Linked DNA regions of Sus scrofa: regions 2 and 3 are each linked to region 1. Evidence: chromatin contacts called from public Hi-C data. All regions are on one chromosome and are shown on one strand. The core of a region is the stretch at or near the end of the contact, and the rest is flanking DNA. Distances in the headings are between cores, read along the strand shown.

Evidence for each region. Hi-C and Micro-C count contacts between places; a contact is called where the count stands out from the background.
Region 2: a contact with region 1 is called in a Hi-C map of liver, with 4 times the contacts expected there. The contact joins the promoter of LSM12 here to the promoter of C12H17orf105 in region 1. A contact is called at or near these places in 2 of 47 Hi-C or Micro-C datasets (heart right ventricle and liver) and 1 of 2 datasets of contacts at active chromatin or transcription factors (alveolar macrophages).
Region 3: a Hi-C map of liver shows a contact between it and region 1, with 5 times the contacts expected there. The contact joins the promoter of NAGS here to the promoter of C12H17orf105 in region 1. A contact is called at or near these places in 5 of 47 Hi-C or Micro-C datasets (embryonic fibroblasts, epiblast stem cells, heart right ventricle and 2 more) and 1 of 2 datasets of contacts at active chromatin or transcription factors (alveolar macrophages).

What each region holds. Positions count from the first base shown.
Region 1 is chr12:19,334,811-19,337,918 of Sscrofa11.1, reverse strand. C12H17orf105 reads left to right here and starts at 1,698. Exons shown (of 6, transcript XM_003131374.6): 1 at 1,698-3,108. DUSP3 (dual specificity protein phosphatase 3) reads right to left here and starts at 1,611. Exons shown (of 3, transcript XM_003131360.6): 1 at 1,394-1,611. The coding sequence starts at 1,518.
Region 2 is chr12:19,126,966-19,130,073 of Sscrofa11.1, reverse strand. LSM12 (protein LSM12 homolog) reads right to left here and starts at 1,444. Exons shown (of 5, transcript XM_021066900.1): 1 at 1,233-1,444. The coding sequence starts at 1,356.
Region 3 is chr12:19,172,378-19,175,485 of Sscrofa11.1, reverse strand. NAGS (N-acetylglutamate synthase) reads left to right here and starts at 1,518. Exons shown (of 6, transcript NM_001097520.1): 1 at 1,518-1,720; 2 at 1,846-2,059; 3 at 2,354-2,534; 4 at 3,099-3,108. The coding sequence starts at 1,518.

The DNA of each region.
Region 1 (3,108 bases), core at 449-2,948:
TTGAGTGGCTGGAGAGCGGCTTCTCCTCAGAACTTTGCAGGGTGCCTTTGGCTATCACAACCCTGCACTACACTATAAAGCAGTGGCTCCTTCAAAAAAACACTAATATATTGTGATAGAACATCAAGGAAGACAGTGTGAGAAAAAGAGTGTATACCTATCTATGTATGACTGGGTCACGTTGCTGTACAGCAGAAATGGACAGAACAATGTAAATCAACCATAATAAAAAAAATTTTTTAAACACTAAAACAACTTTGAAGAGTCCCTACCATGCAGCTCCCTTCTCTTACACTAAGCCAACAGCAACATTCAACAGCTTTATCATTAACACTAGTAACTCTACTGTGAATGAGCCTTGTTCAATGCCCAACACACAGGGAGGCTCAATATGGTAAATGATTAAATGGATAACACCGGCCTCGTGAAGCTGGAAACTGCCTTCCAGACCCCCTAGCTCCACGATGACCCCCATTTGTACGGCAGTCCTTGGAACTGGATTCTCAGAGTCTCAGGAAAATCCAACCCGTGCCCTCCCACGGCTGTACAGGCATGGTAATCTATTTTTGCCTTTTGGCTGGTATTTCAGCACCTCTCAGAACGGGCAACACTGGTTCCCTCCTGCCGCTCAGAAATTCTTACTGGTAGTTTGACTATGAGAAAATGAAAAAATCAATTTGGTAAGAACTCCTAAGGGATAAATAATAAATGCACTTCCTGATGGGGAGAAGGTCCGCAGCCTTTTCTAAGTGATGGTTCAGGTCCTTAGGGGGTTTATCATTGGATTGTTCTAGAACTTCAGGTACATCACACCCTATTTGGAAAGCTGGGGGAGAAGCGAGAAAACCAAGGCCCGGGTCCCTGGATCCCGAGTTTGGGATCTTTCAATTCCCGGCCCTGGGCCTGCCCGGCCAGGAAAGTTCCACGCCCGAAGTGTGACGTCAGCCCGTTGCCAAGGGAGCAAAGGCAGACATTCCGCGGTGACCTCACTGCAGAACCAGGCAGCTGTCACATGACACGCGGGGCCGGAGACCGGCCGGGTGACAGAGGGCCACCTGTTAAATGAAACTGGTAGCCCCGACCCCGCCCAGGGCCGTGCCCCTGGAGAGTGGGCTTCGGACTGGACATCGGGCTGGCCGAGCACCCCCGACCCCGGGCATCACGCGAAGGGAAGGACCGCGCTGGGCCGGGGCGGGGTCCGGCCCCTCGGCCCCAAGCGAGGCGGTGGGCGGCGACTTCAGCCCCCGCCCAGCCCCCGCCGCGGCTTCCGGAGGAGGGACCCCGCCCCGGCTCCCCCCACCCACGCCCGCCGACGCCCCCACCCCAGCCCTCTGGTGGGCGGGGCGCCCCGGGGAGGGGCTGGCGGGGCTGCGACCCGGGAGCGGCGACTCACGCGTTGCCCACGTAGATCCTGGGGGTGACCTCGTTGCAGGGCTGGCTTGGGAGGCTGTAACAGCCGCTGCCGTCCGAGAGCAGGTCGTTGAGATCCTGCACCGAGAGCTCCACCGGGCCCGACATGGCGGCGGCCGGGCCCTGCACGCCGGGGCAACCGCGAGCGAGGGGAGAGCGGCCGGGTCAGCTGGGCGGGGGCTCCGGAGCCGGGACCCGCCCCGTCCCGCCCCGGAGGCGGGCCCGCCGGGCGCGGAAAGCGGCGGAGCGCGGGCGGCCAGGCGCGTTCCGCTTCTGGGAGGTACGCGCGCCGCCAGGCGCCGGGCGGACGCGGGGGAAGACTCCGAGGCCTGCGTCCGCGGGCGGAGATGCTGCGGCTCTGGAGCTCCGGCCGGGGTTCGGGGAGGGGCGATGGTCTTCGTCCCACCTCCACCCCCCGCTAAGGCGCGGCAGTCCGGTACCGCCACTGGACGAAATGCGGGGCGCAATAAAAGTTCCTCTGGACCGCGGCACACCAAGTGTCCCTCGGTTTTTCAGGAATTCAGGGACACACGGGTTCCGTTTGGGAGCTCGGACTGCCGGCTGCAGACCAGCAGCTCTGGTATTACCCGGGAGCTGGCCAGGAAAGCAGAATCTGCACCCCAGCTCAGACCTGCTGAAGGAGAATAAGCATTTTACAAGCCTCCCTGGAAATCTCTGCGAAGGTTAACGTTTGAGAAGCCCAACTCTGGGGCACATTTCTTCCAACCTTCAATGAGAGTCGGCATCGTACTTAAAGCTTGGGCTCTGCAAGCAAGCATAGGTAGCCCTGGGGAATGATGTAACTTTTTTTTTTTGCTGAAAAAATGGGGTTTAGCCCCTAACTCCTAGGGTTGTTTGAAAGATTAAATGTAGCATTCCAGGAAACCCCCGGGCTCCACATAGTGAGCACTGGGGAGGTGTTCTCCCTGTTTTTATCAGCAATTGCATAGGACACTTACTAGGTGCTACGCCCAGTGCCGGTGTGGAGATGCATCCCGCTCCTTTGCAGCCCTTCCTGGAGCAGCTGCCAGCCCACTATGAGCCACACGATGTCAGCAACTCATCATTTACGAGATCCCACTACCAGCAAAAGCGACAGGTCTCTGACCTCCCCCAATGGCAGCTCACCCGAAGCCCAACGTCTCCAAAAAACATCCGTGGTCCTGAGAATTCAGGAAACCCACATCCTGAACTTGTTCTTCCACTAACTTGTTCTAGAGCAGCTTGGCTGTTGCTCTGGACTTTCGCCTCATCTGCAAAAGTGAAGACATGGAATCAAATCATCAAGTTCATCTTTCACCTCTGCAAACAGCTGTGGGCTCATACCTTCAGGGAAACCATTGCCGGGGAGATTACTTGGCTTAGAGTCCAAGCGTAACCAGGGCTAGATTTCTCCATCCCCCCACCCCCACCCCAGTGCCTTTCTGGCCTTCCCAGACACCATACCTCTTCCTGCTGCTATTGGTGGCACTGCATACCAGGCAAGTGGGAAACTTTCTAATGTCAGCCCTCATCTTGACTTGAACCTACATTAGCTTTCAAAAGAGAAGTCCAGGGACAGCCTGGCATGCTCCACTGCTCCTCCTTCTTCCCTGGAACCTGTCCCTGATGTCATAACTGAGTAACTATGACAACCGGTCATGGGGACAGCTAAGTACCTCACAGAGGAGCGTGGGTGCCTTATTTCTGAAGTGAGAC
Region 2 (3,108 bases), core at 195-2,694, 210 kb after region 1:
AGAAGGCCAGCTGCTGTAGCTCCAATTAGACCCCTAGGCTGAGAACTTTCATATGCTGTTGGGTACAGCCCTAAAAAAAAGCAAAAACAAAAACAAAACTATTCTTGCTGTAATTAGTTTCAAAGGACATCTTCCTAAGCTAGAAATCTAGGACTAGTGGTTAAATAAATTAAAACACTTGCCACTCAAAAGCAACTGACTCAGAAAGAAACTTCCTTTTGAAAGGTGCCATTAAAAAATTACTCCAAGAAAAAAAAAAGCCAAATAAACCCACCTGTGGCTCAAATAAGAGGGGAAGGGGTGGCACATTTATTACAACCAGGAAGTATTTTGTTTCCAAGAATGACTTTCCTGGAGTAATTCAGAAATCATTTCCACCCCGAAGAGGCTACTTTTTCCATTCTAACACTGCCACTTTCCAAAGGGAAGGCTACTACTATGGAAAATCAGGATTCCATGCGCTGGGCTGAGCAAGAGAATATAACTTACTCTTTCACCTGTAACCCATACATCGATACATAAGCCCCCGAAAAACGTGGTCCTCTCTCTGCACCAGGTTTCCAACACAAACATCCCCAAAATAGCAATTTCCATATGACTGAGAAGCCCAAAATTCAGCACTCCCCGCCCCCACTGGCACCACAAGCACACACACAAGCACCAGGAAAACAAGCCCCATCCCCAGTTCAGATACAAACTCCTATCCTGCACTTACTCTCCCCCCAAAAAGGAGAGACCCATTTGGTCACTACCCCACCGCCCTTTCTTGGACGAAATCCCATCAGCAGACAAACCACCTAAACTCCATACCCTTGTCCCACTAGCAGTTCCTTACTCTGCACACCCCGTCCCCACAGGATTTTACCCTCCCCGCCTCCATCCGGGCTCCATTCCCCAGCCCCCTCCCACGACCACCCCTCTTCTAATCACTGTGTCCTCTCTCCTAGCGTTCGTCCCGAAAAGCCACCCGCGTGTCAAGCCCCCTCCACCCACCCACCCTCGTACGGGGCCCAGCTCCCACAACGCGTGGGGGACAGGGTCCCCACCGCGGACCGAGGGACCCGCGAGAGGGGGAGGGGAGCTCAGGGCCGCGCGCATGCGCTCCGAGCGCCGCGGTAGCCGGTCGCCCCTAGGCCCGGAGAGGCCCCAGCCACCGCTGTCGTCCCCCGCCCCCCCACCACCACCGCACATACACGCCGGCCCGGCCTTGGGCTCCGCGCAGGGAAGGATACTTAAAGCCAGCATTTTGGACTGGTAGTCGAAGGCTACCACCTCGCCCTGCAGCCGCTGCTCCTGGCACGTCCGGCACGACACCTGGCTCCCAACGCTGAAGTACTCGCCCGGAGGAGCCGCCATCTTGGGAGAGCAGCCGCGGCCGGCGGCAGCGGCGGCAGCAGCGGGCGAAAGCCGGGCCCCCAGTGAGCGCCGCGCCGCGACGCACGAGGCGTGCTGACGTCACACGCCAGGGCGTGGCCTGGGTTGGGTGGGGCGGGATCCTAGGTGGAAGAGGGTAGACGAGGAAATAAAGAGGAATCTAAATAATTATGTTTGTGCAGCTGCGCCCACTTGGTGAAGTGTTTGCAGGGTCCATTTTAGAAGTTAAAGATAAATGACCTATGTAGAATAAAAAAAGGAAGGAGGAGGGAACTGCAATCTTCATTACGTTCACGCCTAGACGCAAGAGTTTAATGAATGAACTCTGTATTTTACATATGAGGAATCGAAGTCCCAGAAAACTCATCAAAACTTGCTCAAAACGATTATACCTAGTTATAAAGTGGTAGTGGAAAGGACTTTGGCTGTCGAATTGGCTAAACTGGAATCAGTATTCCACTGAGTTATATGACCTTGAGCAAATTATTAAACCTGATCCTGTTTCTTTACTCCGTATGTATTGTCGCTATTGAGCACCCAACAACCCTTCGATGTAGAAGTCAATATTCTCATTTTATAGATGAAGAAACTAAGTCTTAGGCTAAACTTTTTCCAAGGTCGCACAACTAGCAAAGATTCCATCTACCTGTTTCCAAAGAGAGTGCTATTTACTGCTATGCTATATTAGACAATACCTCATAGAGACTTTGGGAGGAGTGGAAGATAAAAAAAATAACGAGTACAAATGCATGGCATGTAGTAGGTCCTTAGTAAATGGTAGTATCTCTGCCATCACCCCTCACCCTTGGAACTCAAAATTCTTCCCCATCTCCGGTCTTGTCCCCTCCTCCAGAAAACCAAGCAAAGAGTGAGGAGCAGTGGTAGGGACAACTGTAGCCATGGAGCAGGAGTTTGGGGCTCCCTATTAATGACTATCTAAGATCAAAAACAATTTTCCTAACGTGTAAGTACCATGCAGATGCATTTTCAAGCCCTACTATTGCAAATTACCATCCCTAACCCATCTACCCCTCCACTATAGAAATTCTGGAGCCTCACGTCTAAATAACAACAGGCAGAGGGAGGGACACAAAGGGCCAGACCTGACACTTCTTAACCTGAACAAAGTTCAAAAATTTTTCCTTGCCTTGCAAGAGCCATCAACTTCCTAATGTTGGGTCAATATTAGTATAATCATTTTAATAGAAATAAACATTCAAATCCCTCATCCTTGCGTTTTTCAGAGAATCTTCATGTCTCCCCCATAAGTCATAAATAACTGCCACTCCACTTTTTATGCAATGTTGTCATTGTTGATTTTCATAAATGGTTGCCAGGCACTGTTAGAAAAAGATTCCTGGAAGAAGTAAAAAATCTGAGACCTGAAGGATAAGCGGCGAAAGAGCGTGGCCATGTTCCAGGCAGAGGGAACTGCAGATGCCAGGACCCCTGAGAGAAGAGAGCTTGGTGATATCAGGCAGCTCAGAAATATCAGGAAACAGTGTGAGACTGGGCTGGTAAAATTTGTGTGGCTAGAGCCCAAGCAAACTTTCAAAGACTTAGGAAATTGAATTTTTTTTTCCTTTGGGGCAATTGAAAAACATTTAGCAAAGGAGTGAAATGAGATTTTTTTTATCTAGCTTCCCTTCCCCACACCGTTTTAATTAGTGAAATTAATCTTTCCAAGAAAAACCCGGATTTACATTTTCATCTTCACCCTTAAAAAACAAAACA
Region 3 (3,108 bases), core at 269-2,768, 160 kb after region 1:
CAACGAGGCTGGCACTCCTCCAGGCTTCCACTCTTCCCCACCTCTCCCTCCAGTCTCCGCCCTCAGCCAGGCGATACCTGCCACCTGCTCTCCCCTCTTGCCCGCGTCAGACTCCCCCCTAATCATTCAAGACCCCGCAGAGCGCTGAGGCCACCTTTAGGTCCCGTGAGCCCCCCCCAGGAACAGGCTCTGGCAACAGATTAAAGACAACTAGCCACCCCTTATCAAGGCCTCGTGACTCTTACTAGTGGGTTAAGTCCCCACTAGGGGCGGGGGATCCTGTTAGGCGCCGCCCTCTGACCCGCCGCCTGACCCTCTTCAAAGGCATCCAGAAGCGACTCGGCGCCCCCGTCCGCGCCCCGCCCCGGCCGGCCCGGCCCCGCCCCGCTGAAGGTTAAGAGGCCCGCAGAGCCGGGAGCTCCCGACAGACGGTCACTCTTTGGGGGGGCGAGCGGGTTTGGTTGTCATGGCGACGGCACGGCTGGCCTGGGCCCTGCGGGCGGCCCCTGTGAGCCGAAGGCTGCGCGGCCCTCGAGGCACTGGGGCGCCCGGGGGCTGAGTGGCAGCGCGCGGCGGCGGGCGGCCAGGGGCACCAGCCCCGGGCGCCGGCTCAGCACGGCCTGGGCGCCTGCCCGAGAGGATGCCGATGAGGGCGCTGGGGATGGCGCCCCCTCGCCTGCAGTGGAGAAGCCGTCGTGGAATCCACCCCCCACGTCCCCCGTGCCCCCCGACCCTCCGGGGCCCCCGGCGGGCCGCTCGCTAGTGCAGCGGGACATCCAGGTCTTCCTGAACCAGTGTGGGGCCAGCCCAGGAGAGGCGCGCCACTGGCTCTCGGAGTTCCAGACCTGCCACCACTCCACAGACAGGCCCTTCGCCGTCATCGAGGTGAGTGGAGCCCGGCGTCCGCCAAGTCACAGAGAGGGAGTGGGAGATGGGTGGCGACCTGTCTGTCACTAGACGTGGCAGGACAGTTTGCAGACTCTAGGCAGCAGAACCAGGAAGCGACTGGACAGAACCCTGACTAGCGCGAGCGACTGGACGAGACTGGGTGCTCCTCCCCAAGTCTCACGAGGAGCCTGAGTGAGGAGCCTGGGCTTGTCAAGTAGATGCACGGGAGAAGTGCTGTCACCCTGAGCGCAGTTAGGGGTTCAGTCGGCAATTGGGGAGCCTGGACAGAAGCTGCCTGTGTCACCCCTCCCCCTCAGGTGTTCGTTCTAGGGTCCAAGGTCGCAGGGAGGAGCGGAGGGAGGAACACGAGTGTGAGATAAGAGAACGGCAAGACCCAAGGGGGCAAAGGGCAGAGCAGGTGGGCGCAGGTGGCCAGAAATGGGGCCTGACAACTCCTGGGTAGGGTTGGGGACTGAGAGGGCCAGGATGTAGGACAGGCAGGAGCAACAGGAGTCATGGCCAGGGTCTCAGCCATTTGAACACCTGCTCCTCCACAGGTGGAAGACGAGGTGCTCAAGTGCCAGCAGGCCATGTCCAGCCTGGCTTTTGCCCTGGCCTTCCTGCAACGCATGGACATGAAGCCTCTGGTGGTTCTGGGGCTGCCGGCTCCCACTGCGCCCTCAGGCTGTCTTTCCTTCTGGGAGGCCAAGGCACAGCTTGCCCAGAGATGCAAGGTGCTGGTGAACACGCTGCGGCACAATGCCGCCACCGCTGTGCCTTTTTTTGGTGGTGGGTCGGTACTGGGCGCTGCTGAGCCAGCCCCTCATGCCAGGTTAGTGCCAGCCCTGCCTGCCCCTGCACCCCAGATCTCGCGAAGCTGCCAGCCCCGCCCCAGCCCCGCCCCAGCCCCGGGGTTCCTGGAGGCAAGTTCCTTGAGCACCAGCGTCTGGCCCGCAGCTACAGCGGCATCGTCTCGGTGGAGACGGACCTGCTACAGTGGTGCCTGGAGTCGGGTAGCATTCCCATCCTGTGCCCCATCGGGGAGACGGCTGCGCGCCGCTCCGTGCTCCTCGACTCGCTGGAGGTGACCGCGGCCCTGGCCAAGGCGCTGCAGCCCACCAAAATTATCTTCCTCAATACTACAGGCGGCATATGCGACAGCAGTCACAAGGTGTGTCTCCTCCTTTTGGGCCCTATACTGTCCGCGACTCCAGGCCTGGGTGAACCCCTCTCTTGCATCCCCTGCATGCCTCCCTGACGGGCCCCAGAGTCACTTTTCTCTCAAGCCGCATGGGTCGGGAATGGAGTGTCAGGGAGGCGCTCAATCCGTGGGGGCTCAGGTCTGAGCCCTCCCTGGCTGAGGACTCCGAGATGAAGAAGGTCAGTGAGGACAGGTCCGTGGGGCGGGGGCGCAGTCCTTGGCCGGGGGCAGGCTGGGAGCTAACCCTCTCGTCTGGGGACACAGGTCCTGAGTAACGTGAACTTGCCCGCCGACCTGGACCTGGTGACCAATGCGGAGTGGGTGAGCACCAAAGAACGGCAGCAGATGCGGCTCATCGTGGACGTGCTCAGTCGCCTGCCCCACCACTCCTCGGCGGTCATCACCGCCGCCAGCACGCTGCTCACGGAGCTCTTCAGCAACAAGGGTGAGGGCGGGAACAGGGGGCGCGCGAGGTGGCGGGGGAGCAGAAGAGGCGGTGGAAGGGGCCGCCGCCACAGCAAAGGTTTCCTCCTCTTGCCGAACCTGGGGGAAGTGACCAAGGAGGTGGACGGGCCCGGCCTGGACTTGGGTGAACCTAGACAAATGGACGGGTCTTGGGTAGGTGGGAGGAACCACGGACCCGGCGGAACCAAGTGGGATGGACAGGACTAGGAGCGATGGGCGGGGTTTGGGTGGGTGGGCGGGACCAGGGGCGGAGAGAGCAAGGTTTCGGGAGGTAGGCGGGACTAGGGGAAGTAGGTGGGACTACAGGCGAGGCGCGGAACTTGAAGGACAAACTTTGCCTGGGAAAAGCATCTCCCTGAGTGAAAATCGCGTACAAACCATGCAGACCACCTAAAACGTCTCGTTGTGGAGAGCTCCCAAAGGGGATAATTGTCCCACCAGCCCTTGTCCTACCTGGAACCCCCACCAGGCTGAGCAAACGGAGGCGTGGAGAGGACTTGGCTCTCGGACTGAATTAACCTCTCCTCCTCCATCCCACCCCCAGGGTCCGGGAC